2 separate regions of the Arachis hypogaea genome follow, and region 2 is linked to region 1. Evidence: chromatin contacts called from public Hi-C data. All regions are on one chromosome and are shown on one strand. The core of a region is the stretch at or near the end of the contact, and the rest is flanking DNA. Distances in the headings are between cores, read along the strand shown. Region 1 holds the start of LOC112736753. Region 2 overlaps LOC112736754 (transcription factor bHLH122).

Region 1 (7,020 bases), core at 664-3,163:
TGTTATAAAATTGTTTTATTTTAAAAATTTAAATTAATAAAAAAATAATAAAAAATTATTTGATTATGCTAGAGAAACAATAACTTTATATTATGTTAGAAAAATAATAACTTAAAGTTATTATTTATTCTCTAGTCCAAAACACAGCTAAGTTAAAAGTGAGCAAAGTTCAATCTACATATAAGGGTTTTGATGGCGCAAACTTTGGCCCTATTTACTTGAATTAATAAACTAACTCCTATAATTTTGCTTTTTTCCTTCATCTAGATGAGATATATCAACAATTTTTTTAATAGAAGGGAACGATTATCTATTATCAAAGGCGAAACTACTCTAAAAGGTAGTTATTGACTCTATATTTATATTTATAAACATCCTGATATTCTCAAATATTTTTTGAACCCAATTTACTAAAAAATTGCTAACTTAAAGTATCAGGGTTATTTGTAAGTACCATCCCCTACTTCACGAAAAATTCGGATGACGACACTTTGACACCGGTGGATGTCGAACGCTCCCCCATACGAATTTAGATCTGATGTTCAAGTCTAAAAACAACTTAAATAATTATCTTAATAATTTAACTTAATATCTATAATTTTATGTATATGATGTGCACAGTTATACACTTACTATATGTAATATTATTTAATTATTCCAATAATAATTAAGGAATATAAATAAGTTAAGTGGTAATTAAATAGTGTAAAATAAGATAATATTAAAATAACGTGAACTAATTTTTTATTGTCTCTTAAATATTTTGAAATAGTTATATCTTTAACCTAATAAATCACCACTTTGAAGTCATTAGCATAATTTAATGGAAAAATATAGGTAGACAATAAAAATACTAAAATATGTAAACAATAGATATATTGGATGTTAAATTCATTAGATGTGTAGATGGTTATTCTAATATTAAGATTTAGGTGAATAATTTGATAGTGTAGTATATTTTTATTTTATTTGGCCAATTTTACATCCCATTGTTCACATTGTTCACAACAACCATTGTCTACCTAATAAAATTGAATCCCGCTAGGGAGCCAATAGAGTATTTGTACAATGTGTACAATAGATTATTTATTTGACCCAATATGAGTTAGAAAATGAACATCCAAGATAAAATACTACTAATTTCTCAAACACAATACATTCATACTATCCAAAATAACAATTCGAATACCATGATAATAAATATCTAATATTCTTATACCCATTGTACACATTATATAAATACTTCGTTACCTCCTATACTTCCTCAATCCTAATTTAATTATGCATTAAAACTACATAAAAAAAAAACTTTAAAGCCTTCACTGGTTGGTCGGTTTCCTTCCCTTTGAATACTAATTTTAACAAGGGAGATAATAAATAATTGAGAAACTAAACATGCATGGAAGGCTACGGCTGGAGTTTATGCGTTGAAAACCCAAGTTGCCTTTTTCCTTGTTCAAATTTTATATCTGGATTATTTCTTGGTACAATAATCACAATAAACAAATGCTCTACGAAGATTTAACACATTTATCAAGAACTATATCAATATATTAGAAACTTCCTTCCTGCAAGACAACCAAATTAAAAGAGTTAACATGTGATGTGAGATGGAGTAACTTGAAAGTCAAATATATATTGTTGTGAAAATATTCGAGCTTGGAACTCTAAATTAAAGGATATATATGGCCTATCATAATTAATTCAAGGAGAAAATAAAAAGTCACCTTATATTAAGATTACATGTTATTACAGTGTTAAAGTTTCTAGCCAAACAAAATTCACAAATGAAATATTTTATTAAATTTTAAATGCTAAGATGAGATTTAAACATCTAATCCTTAAATGTGGACGAGTGAACCCATTCCTTGACTAAAATTTGTTATTTATTTATGAATTAAGTTGACATGATGAGAGGGAGCAGAATCATTTGAGAAGGCTCCATCAAAATATTTAAGTAGTTGTCAGAATTTCCAAACTCTGATGCACAAGCTAAGTAATTAAGTAGCCACGCTACTCTCTCTCTATATATTCACGTTCTTGCAACTTGCAACTCCAAAGTCCAAATCACAATGCCTGTAACAGCAGCAGCCACCTTACTATTTCTCGCGGCGGTAATTTCCGCCGCGAACTCGTGTCCGCCCTCCGACCGGGAAGCACTATTAGCCTTTAAGGCTGCTCTCCGGGAGCCGTACAACGGCGGAATCTTCAACTCCTGGACCGGCACTAACTGCTGCCGGAACTGGCTCGGCGTAGCATGCGACCAGAACTCCGGCAGAGTAGCCGAGATCAACCTCCGTGCCACCACGCTCTACACAACGTTCGAGAAGCCTCATCGCCAGGGATACATGGCCGGTCACATCTCCCCGGAGATCTGCAAACTCGCTAGCCTCTCCAGCATCGTCATCACCGACTGGCAAGGAATCTCCGGCGACGTTCCTCCCTGCATCACCTCCCTCTCCTTCCTCCGCATCATCGATCTCACTGGAAACCGAATCACCGGAACTCTCCCCTCCAACATCGGAAACCTCCGGCAGCTGACGCATCTTAGCGCCGCCGACAACTCCATCACCGGCGTAATACCGGCATCGATTTCGTCGTTGACCGGATTAACGTACCTTGACCTCCGTAACAACAGAATCTCTGGCCCGATCCCGAACAGTTTGGGCCAACTAAGGTTTCTGAGCCGGGCCTTCCTTAACGGGAACCAGATTAGTGGGCCAATTCCGGGCTCAATTTCTCGAATGTATCGTCTCGTGGATCTGGATCTGTCTCGAAACAGGCTATCGGGGTCCATACCTGAATCATTGGGCCGAATGCCAGTTCTAGCAACACTAAATTTGAATACAAACAACCTTTCGGGAAAGATTCCATCGGGCCTGTTGGGCTCAGGTATCAGTGATTTGGACTTGAGCCATAACATGCTGGAGGGTTATATACCTGATTCGTTTGGGCCCAAGTCTTATTTTACGTGTTTGGAATTAGGTTACAATAATTTTAGGGGTTCGATCCCTAAATCCATTGCTAAAGCTGCGTTTATTGGGTTTCTTGATTTGAGCTATAATCACTTGTGTGGCCCAATTCCAAAGGGTGGTGTGTTTGATACTCTTGATGAGTCCTCATTCGCCCACAATGATTGTCTCTGTGGGAAGCCACTACTCAAAGCTTGCTAATTATTATTCTTTGTTTATCTTTCGTGTTCTTTCAAAATGTGTCTGTATTTGTGAGCTAGAAAAGTAAGTTATTCTTACCATATGTATGTCGCTCTATTTGTGATAAGCTGAAGGAGATGGAAAGGGTTTTGTTCCTTTATCATCCGTAGATGGCCAATGATTTTTTTCTGTAAAGAGTTTTGTTTCTAGATTTATTATGCTTTTGATTAAGATACATGTTACTCTCAACACCGGGCGTTTAGTAGAAGCAGAAAATTAAAGTAAACCAAAACCTTTACTTCCCTCATAAGTGTTTTATATAAACAAACGTCAAAATGAATGTTAATTAGCGTTAAGAAGTCTCGTGTTTTTATGGCTTGAAGAAAATATGATAAGGTTAAATTAACTTTATCCAAAGCAAAATATATGGTATCCTTTGTATTCAAGAATGCCTTCTAGCTATATATCTCGTGTATGTGTCCTGAAATAGCTAGTGATGAAGAGTGAAGACTAGCTTCGCAGCTAGTGCCCCTACAAAAACCAACTTTGAATTTTGCCTCTTTAGCTGAGATGTGATAGCTATAATAAGCTATAACTAGATCACTTTAAAAAGAACTGCTTTGCCATAACAGCTGAATCTGATACTAAACACATAAAGTGTCAAATTAAAGTGAAATAACAATCTTCATTAGTTTCATTCCTATAGCTTTTTAATGTGTACCTAATAAGCCTAAAACATAGACACACAGATACTCATTTCATCTCCGCTATTTGGATCGATCAAAACATGCATGTACCTCACTCTAACTCAAGGATAGTTATATTACACCCACCGCATGAAAAGGATTAAACACTATACATTAGATTCAGCCCCACCATGCACCATCACTTTCAAAATCTACATCTACGAAATTCCTTCCTTGCATTTTTAACAGAACTAACTTCCCCAACAAAATTAACTTAAAAAGAAATTCATCAACATTAATCCTTATGCCACAAGAAACAATCCCTTAGCTTATGCTAACTAAACATGCAAATCTATATGTTATACTCATTTTTACCACTTTTCCTTTTTTAAATGGCCATAAGAACTCTCTACTACAACACAAAAATGTTATTCCTAGGCATCAAATATGGGAAACTCTTGATCAAGAAGACAACTATGTATTGGATATATGAGGAAATTAAATCCTACTACTTTATTTCATCTGACAGCTCCATCAATTGTCACGCATTCTGGCATAAGTGATCACAGAGAATAAAGGTACTAAAGTTGTTGTGATGTCTATAAAAATTTACAATTCAACATTTTATAACCTTTATGAGAGGTATATATATAACTATATACACATACCAAGCTAATTCCTATACTAAGTGACGTGCATTCTCACACACACACAAATCACATAGCACAATGTGTATAAGTGCAAGTTTAGTTACACTCTCATTAGTGACGTCACTAGTAGCTCTAATTACACAATTACAATTAGTACAATGTTGCCCTTCATCAGAATGGGCATCCCTAATGGCCATCAAGGCCTCCCTCTACGAACCAAACTTCGGAATCTTCCACACGTGGCGCGGCACCAACTGCTGCTACAAATGGTACGGCATTGCATGCGACCCGACCACCCGCCGTGTAGCCCAAATCAACCTCAACGGCCTAACCGTCCCCGACAATCGCCGTCGCCTCAACCGTCACGCCACCACCGGCTACATGACCGGCCACATTTCCCCTTCCATATGCAACCTCACACAACTCTCATCCATCACAATCTCTGATTGGAAGGGCATTTCGGGAATTATCCCTTCTTGTATTCAAACTCTTTCCTTACTTCAAATATTAGACCTCTCCAATAACAGCATTACCGGACAGGTCCCTAAAAGCATAGGAAGCCTCACACAACTTACAATGCTCAATCTCGCAGATAATCGCATCTCGGGAACCATTCCAACCACTCTAACTAACCTCAGGAATCTCGTACACCTCGATCTCCGTAACAACCTCATGAGAGGTCACATTCCAACGGACTTCGGCCGGCTCAACAACATGAACCGGGCTTTCTTGAGCCATAACCTTTTAACCGGTCCGATCCCCGAAACAATTTCCAGGATTTATGGTCTGGCCGTTCTGGACCTCTCAATGAACCGGTTTTCCGGTAAGGTTCACGAGTCACTGGGCCGGATGCCGGTTCTTGACTCGCTAAAACTGAAGTATAACAGATTAACGGGTGAGATTCCTTCCACGGTTTTGGGTTCGAGGATGACTCATTTGGATCTGAGAGGGAACATGCTGAGTGGGGAAATTGCTGACGTGTTCGGAGAGCGTTCGTATTTCATAAACCTGGATCTGTCTTTTAACAACTTGAGTGGTTCGGTTCCAAAGTCGTTGAGTTCTGCTAATTACATTGGTCACTTGGATTTGAGTCATAACCGTTTGTGTGGGAGGATTCCTAGTGGTGAACCGTTTGATCGTCTGAGAACGACGTCGTTTGAGCATAATAAGTGCCTATGTGGCATGCCTCTTAAGCCGTGCACTCAAGAAACAGTTTGAGTTTGTGCATTTGCATGTCTTTAATCAAGTTTGGAAATTGTTGAAGGTCATTAGTTATTGTTGGGTACTAGAAGCCGTGTGCTTAATATATATAATTTTGTAGTAATAACGCAATAAACGTTGATTATATGATTATGTGTATGTAATCCTATGTATGATGTTCATTCTACATTTTTCACACCAAATGCGAAGAAGGAAAAAAATTTTTTTTTTTTTTTTACGAAAGATATAGAGACTCGAACCCGCAACTTTTTAATTGAGTATGGAGAGATTATGTCATTTAAGCTATTGCTTCTTGGCAAGGAAAAAAAGATATATTGTAAGGCTTACATTTACTTCATTTATGGAAGTTGAATTAAGCAAAGGCAAGAGGAAATCTCTCTTTTGCCCTTTAGCCACGAAGCTAATAGGATTCAGTTTCCACACTCCTTGCAAAGTGAAGCTTGCAGCTTTATTGAAAGCAGCATCAGAACCATTGCAACTCAGCTGCTTCACTACTACTACTCCATGAGTGGTAACAAAGCAACCATGATTACTTTCAGAGTTTCAGGTTTCAAAGATACATAGTGTTCCATCTTTTCCATCCAATCCATTTACCACAACAAAAGAAGAAGACGGCTCACTTTTGGATTGATTGGATTTTTCATTGTGTCCAAATTTGTGTTTAAAAGAGTTCCCTATACTTAACATCTCATTGTAACTTCTTTTCTTTTAGAATTTTCATCTGAAAATAAACTATAAACATCTACAAGTTATATAGTTGGAACAGAAGAGAAAAATGGACTACAACTTGCTCTACAAATGAATATTGTTTTTTTTTTTATTTGATTATAGATCAAACTCATATGATGTTTATTCCACTTACTATACACCATGTGGGAGAGAAGAAGAAAATAATAAAATATAAGGACAACTCTTACATCAACTTTGAATGTTGAAATAAACAGTATAAGGCAAATCTTTGAATGTGAACAATGGCTCCAAGAGAAAATCCCTGTTTGCACCCTTAGCCACAAAGCTAATAGGATTATATTTCCTTATTCCTTCTTCTATAACAAAGCTTGCTGCTTGGTTAAAATCATCTCCAGAGCCACTGCAACTAAGCTTCACTCCTCCATCAGTGGTAACAAAGCAACCATCATCGCTTTCAGATTTCAAAGATACCGTTTCCTTTTGTCCATCCAAGCCTTGTACCACGATAAAGGAAGAAGATGCCGCACTTTTGGATTGATCAATAATAAGAGGTTGGTTTGGTCCTTGGTGAATCACATACATGCCAGGGGGATTAAATAGTTCTATCGTCACGGATTTGCC
Region 2 (7,777 bases), core at 2,508-5,007, 42 kb before region 1:
CAGAACTCAAACTCAAAAAAACAAGAACTCAACTCAAAAAATCATCATCATCATCATCAGAACCTAGAACTCAAAAAATCATCATCATCGTCGTCATCATCAGAGTTCTAGAGGAGGCGGCGGCGATGACGAGGGCGAGGAGGAGGAGCAGAAACGGCTCGACGAGGAGGGCGAGGCGGTAACGACGAGGAGGGCGAGGCGGTAACGACGAGGAGGGCGAGGAGCGGCGTCGGCGAGGAGCGACGAGGAGCGGCGGCGGCGAGGACCCCTTCTCTCCCCCCTCCTCCCTATTTCTCCCCCCTTTCTTTCTCTCCCCACCCCCCGCTTCTCTGTATCCCTTTCTCTCCTTTCTGTCGGCGACGGCAGCTCCAAGCTTCGCCGGCGCCGTCCCCCTCCCCCTCTTCCCTTCCCCTCCCCTCCTCTCCCCATTCGTATACCCATTTCTTCCCTCCCTCCTCCCACTCGTTTTCTTCCCCCCTCCCAAACACACGTTTTTTTTTATAACTTTTATTATTAAAATAAGAATAGGGGTAGTTTAGGAATAATATAAAAAAAATTATTAAAAAGGACAATTTTAATACGAAAAAAACGTTAAGAACGATTTTAAATCGAAAATTAGATGAGGTACAGTTTCGATTTTCACGTTCAACTTTAAGGACCAAAACAGTACTTAACCCTTATTATACATAATTTAGAATTATTAGTTATATCATTGTGTTTATATTTCTAAGCTCAATAAATGTATATAACAAATATATTATTATTCAACTTCTATTTGTTCTTTTTATATTTTTATTTTTAATTCCACAAACTCAATCATCTACCCGCATATACGCGAACCTCTTGCTAGTAACTAATTAAAATAATACTAGTTGTAAAATTGATTTGTCACAAAAAAATAAAATAAAATAAAAAAGAACGTTCCTAGCTCGTGACTAACAAGTAAAAGTTTAATGGTGAAAAGGTTACTTTGCAGATATTGGCCCATAAATGTTTTGTTCAAATCAAATTAAATGAGATTAATTAAGCATAATCTTTTTTACATTACAATGTTTTTAATATCGATATATATTTTGAATCTCCCTTGTCCTTTTTTTTTTTTGTCATTAATCTCCATTGTCCTTTCAACAAGACTTAACCAATGAGAATGCTATATAATGAAGATGATGGATATTTTTTTTGGTCAACGATCAGAGATAGTTGATGAATTGATTATAGATAATGAGAAACAGAAGGGAACGAATAAAGGAAGAAGTCTCATAGAGGATTTTGCAGGTTTTTTTTTTTGGGATATAGTTGCTATATTTTTGGTGTGGAGGGTTTTGCTAATCAAGGCTAACATTTTGATTGGGTCCTAGGCCCAATCAATAATCGGTAACCCATCTCAACATGCTCCAGAAAATTAGAGTTAAATCGCAAAGCCCAACAATACCAAAAGTCCATGAAATGAAAGGTCACTGAAAAGTACCAAAAACACGTATCTTCACTCTAAATAAATTAGTTCTTAACAAACTAAATTAATTCTTAACAAACTTTTTATTCAATATTTTAATTCTAAAAAATTTTGATTATTCTAGATGTTTACGAAAATATCTCTCGTTATATAGATTGGTTTATTTATTACTTTCAATAAATTTTTAATTTTCGTATTGAACAAAAAAATTTAATAAATTTTATTATAAAACAATTATATCCTAAAAAATTATTAAAAAATTAATTAACCCCCTTACAAAAGGATCAATTCGTTTCAGAAATTTTTTAAATAATAAATTTTTTTTAAAGAAACAAATCATCTAATTTAAAGTTTATTTGAAATTAATTTAAGAAAAATTCTATGATACTAACAGTCAAAATAAACATAGCATGCGAAATATGCATGTTTAAAGAGGAGAGTGACATATGGGAATTTTTTTTTTTTTTTACAAATGCTGTTTTATTTCATTTTCTTTATTACAAAGCTAATTATTAATAATTCATGTTTTGAGTAACTCTTGGGCAATAACTGCTTTTGGTATTGGGTTGGAAAATTTTTTTGAATGACTAATAGGGGGCTAGATAACATTAAAAATAGTTGATAATAATACCCAAAAAAAAAATAGTTGATAATTTATTGACCTTTTTTTTAAAGTCTAGTTAAAAATGACTTTTTTTCCCCTTCCACACACCAAAAACTTTCGCTCACCGTGATTAGTAAATAGACAATTATACCTGTCCAAAAAAAAAAAGACAATTATACTTACGATTGCCAAAAACAAAAAATATAGCTATGATTGTTAGTAATACTTAATTAAGTTTTGGACTATATTATGATATCTTAGATTAATGTTTTGGATTTTTTAAAATAAATAAATTAAATATTTTATTTATCGAATATATAATTTAAAAAATATTTATTAATCTATGTAATATTATTTATTTCATTTATAGTGAAAAAAATTACACATACATGTATCTCAAAATCATATTTTTTTACCCTAAACAAGATACATGTTATTATTATTATTATTGATTTGCCATATACCTATTATGTTCCCATTGTAAAGGAGATCAAACTAAAAAACAACAAAAAAGGGTGTTTGTAGTATATTTTTAGTCTATTTAAAAGGTAATTAATATATTTTGTTGAAAATAATAAATATTTAATGATTTTTAATTATAAAACTATTAAAACCTAAAATTTGGATGAATTATATAAATCGATACGATCTAAATCGTAATAAAATTATATTAATTTAAATTTAAATAAATGTGTAATATAATGTAAAAATATATTGGTTTAATTTTTTTTTGAATTTAAATTATATTTTTTTAGTTAATAAAATTTTAAATTTGAATTAAATTCATCCAATCAATAACTATTCATAGAAATCAATAAAATTTCAAAACAAAATAAATTATGAACTGAAAAATAAATTCTTTCAAAATAAGTAGAGACATTCGCATGCACACATTACCATTTTTTAAAAACTTAAAATAAATAAAAATAAACTTCTATACTTATTCACCATAATTAAAATAAATGAAAACTATTAGAATCAGTAAACATTCTTAGTTTATAATCACGGTGAGAGAGAGTTTGGTCTTTGGAGAGAAACAAAAAAAAAAAAAAAAGACATTTTCAACTAGATTTAAAAAAAGGATCATTAAATCATCAACTATTGTTATCCGGTCCTTATTAGTCATTCAGACAAATTCTCAGCCCAATACTAAAAATAGTTATTGCTGAAGAGAACATTAATTAATAATTAGCTTTGTAACAAATCAAGTTAGGTTGGTCTAGTGGTTAGCTCACTAGTCCGCTTAAGCAAGTGTCGAAAGTTCGAATCCCGCCTTGTGCATGCAGCAACTCAAGCAGATTCTTTTCAATGAAAAAAATTGAATGTGTCAATTGTTTAATCTAATTCTTCATGCTATGTTTACTTTGGTAATTAGTACCATAAAATTTCCCTTTAATTTAAATGTTATCTCGAAATGTTATAATGCCCATCTATCGTTGTCCATCATGTATGTATATAGCTTGAGTGTGACCCACTACAAAAAACGGAAAATGTAAAAAAAAAAAAAAAAAAAAGAGTGATTATGAATTTTATCATGTTTTGGCCAATTACTTAAATTAAATGTAGTTGCAAAATATATTTTAATTTGTGGAAATGATGTTTATGATGGGTACTTTTTTATTACCGAGGGTTTAGCATGACCCTTGGATATCACTAAGGGTTATATAGGGATATATATGTCCATGCATATTATATTATTTATAAAGTCTGCGACTCAGGTTTATGGGAGGAATCTCAGCAACTTTCCATCTCCATTATTTAGCTACTACGGAGCTTTTCATATCCAATTGCTTTTAGGCTTTTAGTTATTGCGCAACACATATGATTAGTACCTTCTAATCAACTTATTTGATTTAGAAAATCTGTCCCGTATTTAGATTTATTAATAAACTTTGTATTATTAGACCCAATATCCTTGGAACTTTATTTTCTTTTTCTTTTAATCCCCATCAATATTATAGGCATAGCATATAGCCGCCACCATAAATATTACTTTCACAGTACATCTTATAATATTAATATAGACGCCTTTTTGCTTGGGTACTTTGGGTTGAAATAATTGTTAATTCTCACTCTTGATTTACATTTAGTTCCTGTAGAGACCGAAAAAGTAGACTAAATGCATAACCTTATTAATTGATTTTGATACTCCAACAAGTCAACAACCTTATTGATAACTGTAAGGATTTATTTATATAATTTAGAAAGAGTTTTAAGTGTATCGAGAACATTAATATTTTAGTTATTTTAATCATTGATTTGAATTATAAAAATATATATAATATATATTAATTAAAATAAACGGTTAAAACAATTGAAACACTTGGTATTTTTTATACACTTCAAATTTTTGGAAAAATTTTAAATATACTAAAAAATGTCACTGTTTCAGTTATTTTAACTATTGATTTTAATTAATATATATTATATATATTTTTTATAATTTAAATCAATGGTTAAAACAACTGAAACACTTGTGTTCTCCATATATTTAAAACTCTTCCAAAATTTTTTCTATAATTTAAACTATAATACTATTTATTAATTTATCGTGTAAGGAATATGTTTGTGACTTTCAAGACAATGTACAACCCGTCTGAGGCACTATTTCAAGAGTTTTATAAATATAAACATTAGATTAGATAATAATGTAACATTTATCTAAACAATTAATGCAAAACACACGGGTATGAGAGAAATAATTTTTTTTATTATTATTATTATTATTATTATTATTAGTAATGCAAAACACATGGGTACGCGAGAAATAATTTATTATTAATTATTATTATTATTATTATTATTTGTTGAAGGGAACAGAAAATCTCTGCATCAGAATCCTGAGCATAGAAAAAGACAGAATAGTAACATAGGTTATAGCTATTTAGGAAGGTCCCCACTGAATGAACCCCGTGAGGTTCACTAACTTTCATTGTTTTGTTGTAGTTTCTTTACTTTACTAATTATTTTACGATGGAGAAGTGTTTGTGTAAAAAAAAAAAAAATAGTATGTATAATTTATTTTAAAAAATTAATAAAAATAAAATGACATACTTTTTTTAAAGTTATCAAACTATTTATAAAAATGATATATATCTCTTTACTATTTTTTCTTTTTTCTATAGTATGCACCTTCTATTAGCATCATAGGTATGTGAATGCATGTGATAGTGGCTGGTGTGAATTGAAGTGTCAATCATATTTTATGGGATGAATTTTATGATGTCTATGAATTAATATTTAATTATCTTTTATAATAAATTTTATTTTTATATTTTTTAAATTAAATATTAAATTTTAATTCTTCTTAGTAATTTAGACATTATTTTTTAGGCATTCTAGCCATCACCATTTTATGGATGCAATAGTGAGTAGTGAGTAGTGACATTATTTTTCCAACTAAGGCCATGCCTTTAATTTGTACCTTCACAAAGTAATCCATACTGAGTTACTTAACGTTTAGGGAAAACTTTGTCCCTTTTTGTTTATATTTTTATTTGTTGGCTTGGTAAGATAGCAAGGACTTTGCCATTGTGACATCATATGTGACATGGCCTTCACTTAAATGGATTTGGACCCACCATATTTGGCCCATTAGCTATTAGGAATAGTGACTCATTCATTACCCTCCAACTCTCTATTATCCATAATTCCATATGACCTTTCCTATCTTCAAAAGTAGATTAACTTCGCAGCTCGGGTTTTTTTTTTTTTTTTTTTTTTTTTTTTTTTTTTTTTATAGTATAGAGAAAGATTCGAATCTGCAACCTCTAAGTGAATATCATTTGAGTTATAACTCCTTAGCAGTTTAGGGTTTATTTAGATGACAAACAACAATGATATATAATCAACAAATATTATTATTTTAGATCAGTATTTGGCTAACAGTAATTTATATTTATATTTAAAGATATTTATATATAAAAAACATATAATTTATATCTATATTGATCAAAATTTGTACACATAAAATAATATAATTTGTACTAATATTTTTAAAATTTATACACATAAATTAATAAAATTTATTTGTTAAAGACAATTTAATATTTATACTGCTCAAATAATAACAAAAGATATTAAAAACTGTTAGTCTCTTAAATTTTAAACGAGAAATATATTGTATTTGGGTTTAAATTTTACCAAAAATCGTGAATGAATCGTTAAATAGAGAATGTATGTGAGTATGAATATGTGTGTAAATTGTATGACAAAAAAAAAAAAAAAAACTTCCAAAAGTAGAAAAAACTCATTCGCTTTTAGTTTTATATCTGCTTTTCGTGGAATAATAACTTTTTTTTTTATTTTGAATTTTAAACGGTTGAGACAAGTACCTATCATTCACTACTTATATTAAAGATGTGTATGTACACCTAGATTGTAATTAAGGATACAGAAATACTATACATGTAAGTGTTTTTGTAGTCTAAGTTTAATTAAATTGGTATAAATTTAACAAAATAAATACGCGCATGTGTTATTACTTTTTTTCGCGCTTTTTTAGCATAATAATTTTTGTTGGATGGCACAGAAATTTATTGACATAGTATAGAAATTTTTATACATATCACAAATTTTTGCTGCAAATATATTTTGTTGGTTAAATAAGTTAATTGTGGTCTTTCAAAAATTTGTTGTGTTTTGTTGGACATATTTTATTAGTTAATAGTCAATGTTGTAAGTATGTAATTTTTTAAAAATTCATATTATGTATTAAAATTTATGTGTTGTACATCAAAATTCTATACTCTAAGAGATGAAGAAAATTAAAAAGACATCGATGATGATGATAGTAAAAGAAGATAAAAAGAAAAACAAACAAAAAAAAGAAATCAAACAAGAGAAGATGTTGAAAAAGCAACAACAGCTTGAAGTTGTTGAAAACGACGACTATTGTTAAAGAAGAAAAAGAAGACGACGACGATGTTAAAAAGAAAATACGCTAATCTAGCTTGGTTAGGATTTGGTTATTGAAATTACTTGATTGCCTAGCTATATTGTGAAAAATATATAAAATATTTATATTTTAAGATGTATTGTTTTATATTATCCAGCTCAGATTTTTTTTTTATCGACCTTTAAATTGATCATATTTTAACTCTTTAAAATTTCTCCTAAAATAAAAATGTCCGAGTTAGTATGATGCCTTCAACACAACTAGAATTTATTTATTTATTTATTTATCTATTTTTTTACTCTCTCAAAAGTGCATGCATGCATAATCTTATTTATCTATTTTTTAACTCTCTAAAAGTGCATGCATAATCTTATTATATCATGGCAACTGTAGAAAACTCGAATTCCAGAGGGATTAATTTTTGACTTGTTAGATTAGAAGATTCAATAAAAAAACCAAACATAATGAAAAGAAAAAAAAATGCTTTGATATTGGCTTACAGGTGACCAACTTCTTACCAATCCATTAAATTGGAAAAGACAAGATATAATTAAGCTTTAATCCTTACGTAATTTAAAATTTGAATTTAATAACCTTTTTAATTCCTTCAACACTTGATGGAAAAATAACCCTCTTGTTTTTTACACTCTCCTAAGGTTAATTAACATCTTGGAACATACATACATAACATAAATCTATCAAACATGTCGAAACAGACTAAACCATATTTATTACATTAAACTAAGTTATAATAATAATAATAATAATCTAAAATATGTCAACCTAGATTCAAACATATTATAGAAAAGGGAGGGCAATCTAT

The links. Hi-C and Micro-C count contacts between places; a contact is called where the count stands out from the background.
Region 2: a Hi-C map of an unstated tissue shows a contact between it and region 1, with 2.6 times the contacts expected there. The contact joins the enhancer-like site here to the promoter of LOC112736753 in region 1. A contact is called at or near these places in 2 of 8 Hi-C or Micro-C datasets (leaf and an unstated tissue).

Annotation. Positions count from the first base shown.
Region 1 is chr13:5,913,207-5,920,226 of arahy.Tifrunner.gnm2.J5K5, reverse strand. LOC112736753 reads left to right here and starts at 1,913. Exons shown (of 1, transcript XM_025786338.2): 1 at 1,913-3,347. The coding sequence starts at 2,073. The coding sequence ends at 3,173. LOC112736751 reads right to left here. Exons shown (of 13, transcript XM_025786334.3): 13 at 6,497-7,020. The coding sequence ends at 6,628. LOC112736752 reads left to right here and starts at 4,519. Exons shown (of 1, transcript XM_025786337.3): 1 at 4,519-5,920. The coding sequence starts at 4,567. The coding sequence ends at 5,706.
Region 2 is chr13:5,956,476-5,964,252 of arahy.Tifrunner.gnm2.J5K5, reverse strand. It overlaps LOC112736754 (transcription factor bHLH122), which reads right to left. Exons shown (of 7, transcript XM_025786340.3): 7 at 7,660-7,777. Among protein-coding and RNA genes, the nearest start is that of LOC112736754, 8.0 kb to the right of the region's middle. Within about 2 kb of position 3,757, at least 2 of the 3 cell types and tissues checked have open chromatin away from gene starts, as enhancers often do.